2 separate regions of the Sus scrofa genome follow, and region 1 is linked to region 2. Evidence: chromatin contacts called from public HiChIP or PLAC-seq data. All regions are on one chromosome and are shown on one strand. The core of a region is the stretch at or near the end of the contact, and the rest is flanking DNA. Distances in the headings are between cores, read along the strand shown.

The links. HiChIP or PLAC-seq counts read pairs in DNA pulled down with a chosen protein or histone mark.
Region 1: a contact with region 2 is called in an H3K27ac HiChIP or PLAC-seq map of alveolar macrophages. The contact joins the promoter of CAB39 here to the promoter of LOC100517129 in region 2. A contact is called at or near these places in 1 of 47 Hi-C or Micro-C datasets (liver) and 1 of 2 datasets of contacts at active chromatin or transcription factors (alveolar macrophages).

Annotation. Positions count from the first base shown.
Region 1 is chr15:131,491,004-131,494,506 of Sscrofa11.1, forward strand. It overlaps CAB39 (calcium-binding protein 39), which reads left to right and starts at 1,572. Exons shown (of 9, transcript XM_021075733.1): 1 at 1,572-1,950.
Region 2 is chr15:131,298,300-131,301,448 of Sscrofa11.1, forward strand. It overlaps LOC100517129 (nuclear body protein SP140-like protein), which reads left to right and starts at 1,624. Exons shown (of 20, transcript XM_021075666.1): 1 at 1,624-1,774. The coding sequence starts at 1,743.

The DNA of each region.
Region 1 (3,503 bases), core at 322-2,821, 190 kb after region 2:
ATCCTTGCCTTGTCTTTTATCAACACTCTCTCCCTAAATGATCTCATTGAGTCCTGAGATCTTACTTACTCTGAAGACTCCCCCAACTCTATCTCCAGCCCAGACCTCTCCCCCAAACCCCAGACTTCCACAGTGAGCTTCCTACTTGGGTGTCTAACAGGCAGCTTAAGCTTAATATGCCTCCAAGTGTATTTCTGAGCAACTCCTGTATCTGTTTCTGTATGAGTCTTCTTCATTTCACCAAATTTTTATCTTCCAGTTGCTTGAGAAAACAAACAAACCAAAAAACCCCTCAGAGACCAGCAACATCAGGTCAGCTCTACCTTTTAAATGTGTCTAGAACCTGACCACTTCTTTAGGCTTCCACTGCTTTCATCCTGGGTCTTGCCAGTCTTCTTATCACCAGATTATTTCAGAAGACTTCTAACTGATGTCCTGGCTGAAGCCCTCAGGCCGCTCAGGCTGGTCTTCACACCGCAATCAGAGTTATCCTTTTGAAATATTAGACCACATCCTTTCTCTGCTCAAACCCCTCCAAACAGCTCCCCATCTCATTCAGAGTAAAAGCCAAAGTCCTCACTTTAGCCTATAGGGTCTCCCCTCTTCCCTCATCTCCATCCACTCCCCTTTCCCAGGGGTCATGTTTTGCTGCAAGGTATCCCACCTGAGGGGCTTTGTCCTGGCTGTTCCCTCTGCCTTTCCATACACATATCTCACAGCAGGAGCGCTGTAAACAGCAATAGCCTGCACTCTCTCCCCTCCTTAGCCCAATTTCCATAACACTGAAAAGCATCTAATGTCATACATATGTCTGTTTATTTATTTATTGTCTCAGGAGCAGGGTCTCTTTTGTTCACTGCTCCACTATCTAGAAGAGTGCCTGGCACACAGCAGATACTCAAGAACACCTGTTCGATTGCAAATTAAAGAAACAAAAATGTACACGTGTGGCATGTTCATGTACCAGAGTCTGTTGTCAGAGCTTTGCAATGCATTGTCTCGTTCATCCTCATAAACTTATGGTACTGTATGTACTCTTATATTTGTGCATGTGTGTGTGTGTGTGTGAGAGAGAGAGAGAGAGTGGAAGAACATAGGAATGGAGTCAGGCAATAGCCTATGGTGACTGAATGGTGGAGTTGAGGTTTAAATCCAGGCTTTGAATCCTATTAAGAGTGATCATTCTATCACTTTCTACGCTCTCTTGGAGGATGTTAAAATGAGAGTGATCCGTCTCTGGCAAGTATGAAGGAATCAATCTGCACAACTTGGTCCCTGGCCTTTAGCCGAAACGAAGCTTTGTTAAGAGTTCAGGAAGTGGTCGCACAAAGTGGATTTAGGATCCCTCTGGCAAGAGCGCTGAGGCAGAGAAGCGGCTGGGCACCAACACTTCAGTGGCAGGTGAAAGGAGAGGAACTCTTCCCCTCTGCTTCCGCTTTCCCCCAGCCGCCTCCGCCTCAGGCCTCAGCGCGGACTCCTACGCCCGAGTCCGCCCAGCCGCCTGGGGGCGCCCGAGGCTGAAGGGGGCGTTGCGGCGCCGCCCGACGTCGCGCCCTCGGCGGCTGCGCAGTGCGCACGTCAAAGCCGGGCTCGGGCCGGGAGCGGGGAGCGGCGCGGCCTGGGAGAGACTGAGCCTCCGGGAGCCGGGCGAAAGCGAGGGTGAAGGCGGCGCGGGGCCCCGCAGCAGAGCCGTAGCCGCAGCCCAAGAGAGCGAGCGAGCGCAGCAGTGCGGCGGCCGCCGCGGGAGCCCCTGGGCCGCCGTCCGCCCGCGCAGCCGCCGCCGCCGCCGCGGGATCCTGTCGCTGGGAGCAGGAGCGGGCGGAAGACAACGGAGGGGCCGAGCGGCCGAGCCGCGCCGCGGGGACCGAGCGAGCAGCCCGAGGCGTCGGCGGCCGAGGACGGGGACGGCGACGACGCGGAGGCTGAGAGGGAGCCGCCCGGCCCAGCTCCGTGAGTGACCCCCGGCCCGACCCAGCTCGCGGCGTGGACGCCCGCCCGGCTTCCGCCTGCCCTGCCCGGCCCGTCACCGGCCCGGGGCTGCCTCCATTTTCTCGGGTGGTGGAGGCGGCCCCGGCCCGGTATCGGCGGGAGCGGCCCGGTCTGCCCTCTCCGCCCGGCCCGGGCCCCTCGCGGAGCCTACCCCCCTCGTCGTCCTCGCCGGCTCGGCGCCCAGGGGCCTGCAGCCGGGGCTGCGGGGCGCCACGCTCTCCTGCAAGCCCTCCGCAGTTCTTTGGCGGGGCTGGCGGCATGGGGGCGTTCGCGGCCGGAGCCCCGAGGGCAGGCGAGTGCGGGCCGGGCCAACTGTCACTCCCGCCGCGCAAGGGATCCGGCCACCTTGCTCCTGGCCCCTGGTAAACTTCCTGTTATCGGGAGGCAGATAGCATCTCTGTGGTCTGCATTTCGGGAAGATGCCTAACTGTTTTCTGGTTAGGAATTGTGCGGCCAGAGCGTTCCCGAGGTCGGTTGAACCAGCCTGCTCGCTGACTGCCTGCAGGCGCTCTGGTCGGTCCGCGCCGGAGGGATTCGAAGGTGAACCCCGGCTCGCGGTCCCCTCCCCCGAGGAGCTTACATTCTGGCGTGGGTGATAAGGCGAGTACACAAATGACTACGATACCAGGAAGGAGATGATAAGTCCTATGAAAGAACTACAAAATGCTAGAAGGGTACCCGGAGAAGACCGGCCCGATCGATCACTTCCGCCTAGCAGAAATCTGAAGGCTTCCTGGGCGAGGCTGTGCAAAGTGGGGTCTTGAAGGCCAGATGGGATTTGGGAGAGAGGAGGGTTGCAGAAGAGGAGCAGTGTGTTGGAGGAGCAGCAACGCTAGAGGACAAAGGTAAAAAGGCATAGTCGGAAATAGTAGATAATGCAGTTTGTCGTGGGGGGCAGTGGGGGGTAGGCCAAAGAGTTGGGGGGCAGATCCTTGAATGCCGTAGAGGAGCTATTTGAGTGGCATTCTAAGGGTAACTTAGAGCTCATTTCTCAGTGACTCATGGGCCCGGAAATGTAAGCTAGGAGATGTTAAAGGCGCTCTTATGAAAGAAAGGAGAGAAGGAGGCCCAGTACAGAACTGACGTTCTGTGCCTTGAACGTCATGCAGTTTGAGATCGATTTTGACAGCTTTCCGGATATTCAAATAAATCCACGTCCAGGCTAAGCAAAATACCTTTTGTGCAAAGCTTCATTCGATGTTAGGCTCTTAAGAAGTGAGGGAAAGATGTATATAAAATAAGCTCATCTGCACGTAAGGTGTTTCTCTTGGTGCTCTTCACTAAAATGCATCAGAACTTCCAGCGCTCTGTATTAGGTGTCTGCATTTTGGAATTACTGAGCTGAACATCACTTCTTTGAGTTGGCTTTTGGGTAAGGCCATCTACGTTGATGGTTTAAAAAATCAGACTGTCCAACTTTGTATCCCAGAAGATTAGTAACATAGAACTTTTTTTAGGTAAAAATTTCTTTATTAGTTTTTAGTTGTGAAAATTCTTATAGGCGAGCCAGAGGT
Region 2 (3,149 bases), core at 374-2,873:
ACCAAAGAAACTGCTTTTTTTTTGGTCTTTTTAGGGCCGCACCTGCGGCATATGGAGGTTCCCAGGCTAGGGGTTGAATCAGATTTGTAGCTCCAGGTCTACACCACAGCCACAGCAATGTTAGATCCGAGCCGCGTCTGTGACCTACACCACAGCTCAAGGCAACACGGGATCCTTAACCCACTGAGCAAGGCCAAGGATCAAACCTGCATCCTCGTGGATCCTAATCAGATTCGCTTCTGCTGAGCCACGACGGGAACATCCAGAGAAACTGCTTTCTCCACAGAGGGCTGGGGGCTACTTCAGAAACCACCACTGCTCTCACAGAGTGTGGTGTGTGCCCTGCTTTCTCTGACTCGCTGGAAACTTTCCTCCCTATGGCCAGGAGCAGCCCTGTGTGGGAATATCTGCCCTGTGGGTTTCCCACCCAGCCGCTGCTAGCTGGCCTCTGATTCCTTGGAGCCCCAAGCAGACAACAGAAAAGCTGGCACACTGGAGTTCCCATTGTGGCTCAGCAGTAATGAACCCGACTAGTATCCATGAGGACGTGCGTTCAATCCCTGGCCTCGCTCCGTGGGTTAAGGATCTGGCATTGCCATGAGCTGCAGTGAGTGTGCAGACTCGGCTCGGATCCTGCGTTGCTGTGGCTGTGGTGTAGGTCAGCAGCTGGAGCTCCAATTCGACTCCTAGCCTGGGAACCTCCATATGCCACGGGTGCGGCCCTAAAAAGCAGAAAAAAAGAAGGAAAAGAAAAGCAGGCACATTTATGTCAACACCCAGTATGGTGGTGGCCTGATCCACCTGCTGTACAGGGACCGAGAGAAGAGAGAGAGTGGACACTAGAAAAGGCAGGTGTGCTCTGTGCCAGGCTTGTCTGGATCCTGTGCCCCATGGAGTCAGGAGCAGAGGGCAGCCGTGCCCACCAGAACCTCAGCTTGCTAATCCTTCTACCCCCTGAGGGGAGGGAGGGAGAGAGGGCTCCACAGAGACCTTGTGCACTGGGTAGGATGGCCTCATCCGTCTTCTGGAATCTGTACCAACCAGGCTGATGCTCGCTCTTTGCGGGGAAAGAACAGGAGTGGAGAGAGGATAGAAAGCCTGCCCCACATTTTCAAGTGTAACTGGCTCAGACCCCTCCTCAAAGCTGGAGGAAGTCAAATTCAGGGGAGCATCACATGGAAACCATCGCTGCTTCATCAGACATCTGGACACTGGGACCTACCTCAGTTGGGTCCAAGCTCTCCCATGGGCTGGAGAGAAGATCCGAAGTGTCCATTTTCCCCCTGCCCCGGCCATCTTGGCAAGGGAAGGGGCAAAGAGGGACTTTGCCCTTGACCCCCATGCTCTGAAACCCCCTGAGAAGGCAGGAGCCTGAGGACGGCTGGGATCACACAGACGTTGGTTGTTGCTGTCTTTGCACAAACAGGTGGACTCCCGGGGCCCGGGTCTGCCCCTCCCCGAGTCCTCCTCCGGGGTCCTCCGGGGCCCTCCAGTCCCTGAGTGTCACTCCTTGTCTTCCATCCCTGGGGGTCACATGTCATAACGGCTAGAAGGATTGTGTAGCTGCGGGAGGAGGGAGGGAGGACGTCCACAGCTCACTGAGCTACTTTCACTTCCCTTTTCCCCACTTGGGCGGAGCCCTAGAGAGACTTCCTGTTCAGGGTTCAGGCCTAGGGCTGCCTCCCTGGACACTGGAGTGGTTGCAGGCCAAGCTCAGGCCCAGGCCGGGCTGAGGTGGAAAGATGGCTAGTGGAGGCCGTGAGCTCAGGACAAGGTCAGTCTTTCCCCTGTCCTTCCACCTGTCCCTCTGGCCGTGCGGCTGCTTCAGGGCTGTTCTTTGGACTCTGCACTAAACCTTTGCTTTGCACAGGATATACACACGGGATCACTCTGCCGTATAATAAGAAACAGGAATGTGTAACGAGGAAATCAGATTTTAAACGGCAGCAGGGAGCCTGCTGGTTGAGTCTTGTTGCTACAAGGCACATGACATTGTTTTGCAATTTCAGCCAGGAGGCCTGTCCAAAGGTGCTGATCTTTATGAGGCCTTGTGGCAAGGGATTATTTCCTTGTAAACCTAGATCACTCTCTCGTTTCTCTTAGATCAGTCCTACCTTCACATAGCTGAGGAAGTAGAAATTTAAAGGAAACCCCTGATTTATTTTCAAACCTTTGAGTGGTGCTTTTTCCCACCTGTCCTGTGGACGGGGACTCAGACAGTCCCCGGCACTGTTCCCACCTCTGGCTGGGGAAGGGGGGGGGGCTGGATTCTTCTTCCAACAATCCCTGGCAAAGAAAGTGAAAGGAAGAGAAATGCCCCAAACTGCCAAGGGCTAGCCCAGGATGAGTATTTTAATTTTCACAGAAACTATTTCAGTTCTGGAGTAGGTTATACCTCCACAAGGTAAAGAGTAGAAATCCCATCTCTTTCTCTAGTAGTGGGTCGGAAGTAACATTATTTAATATTTTAAAGGTCTGGATTTTGTTAATACAACAGAAATACATTATGCATTCTTGTTCATAAAGTTCCTAAGTATATAGAGGAGAAAATTCTTGTTCACCCCTCACCCCCTTGAAACTTCCAGTCCTGATCCTTTTCAATTCTTGGGTGTTATCTTCCAGATCTTTTTTCTACACATTTACATATGTAACTTATTTTTATAATTACATAAATTTTAGTCCTTTTTTAAAAATGGAATTATGTTTTAAATGCCATTTTTTTCATTTTCATGTACTTTAATAGTGAAAATCATAGCACCTTAATAAACATAGGATCCCCTGGTTCTTTTTAACAGCTGTATACTATTCCACAGAATGGGTACACCATAGTTTTTAAACTCTCCTCCCTCCCCACTCTATTGATAGACATTTAGAGCTTTTTCAATTGTTTGCCTTTACCAACAAGCTGTGATACCAACGGTTTTATATTTTCTTATGTTTTTGCACGTGTACAAGTGTTGGTCTTGTGTCAATAACCAAAAAAGTGGAATTGTTGAGGGAAAGGGTACTAATATTTCATTGTTTACAGCTGATGCCAAACTGCCTTTCTAAGTATCTGAGCCAGCATATTCTCCTACCAAGAGTTAGATGAGCCATCTCCCCACATCCAACCTTTGCAAAAGTGCTGGACAAAGAGTTCTATCTTGTTA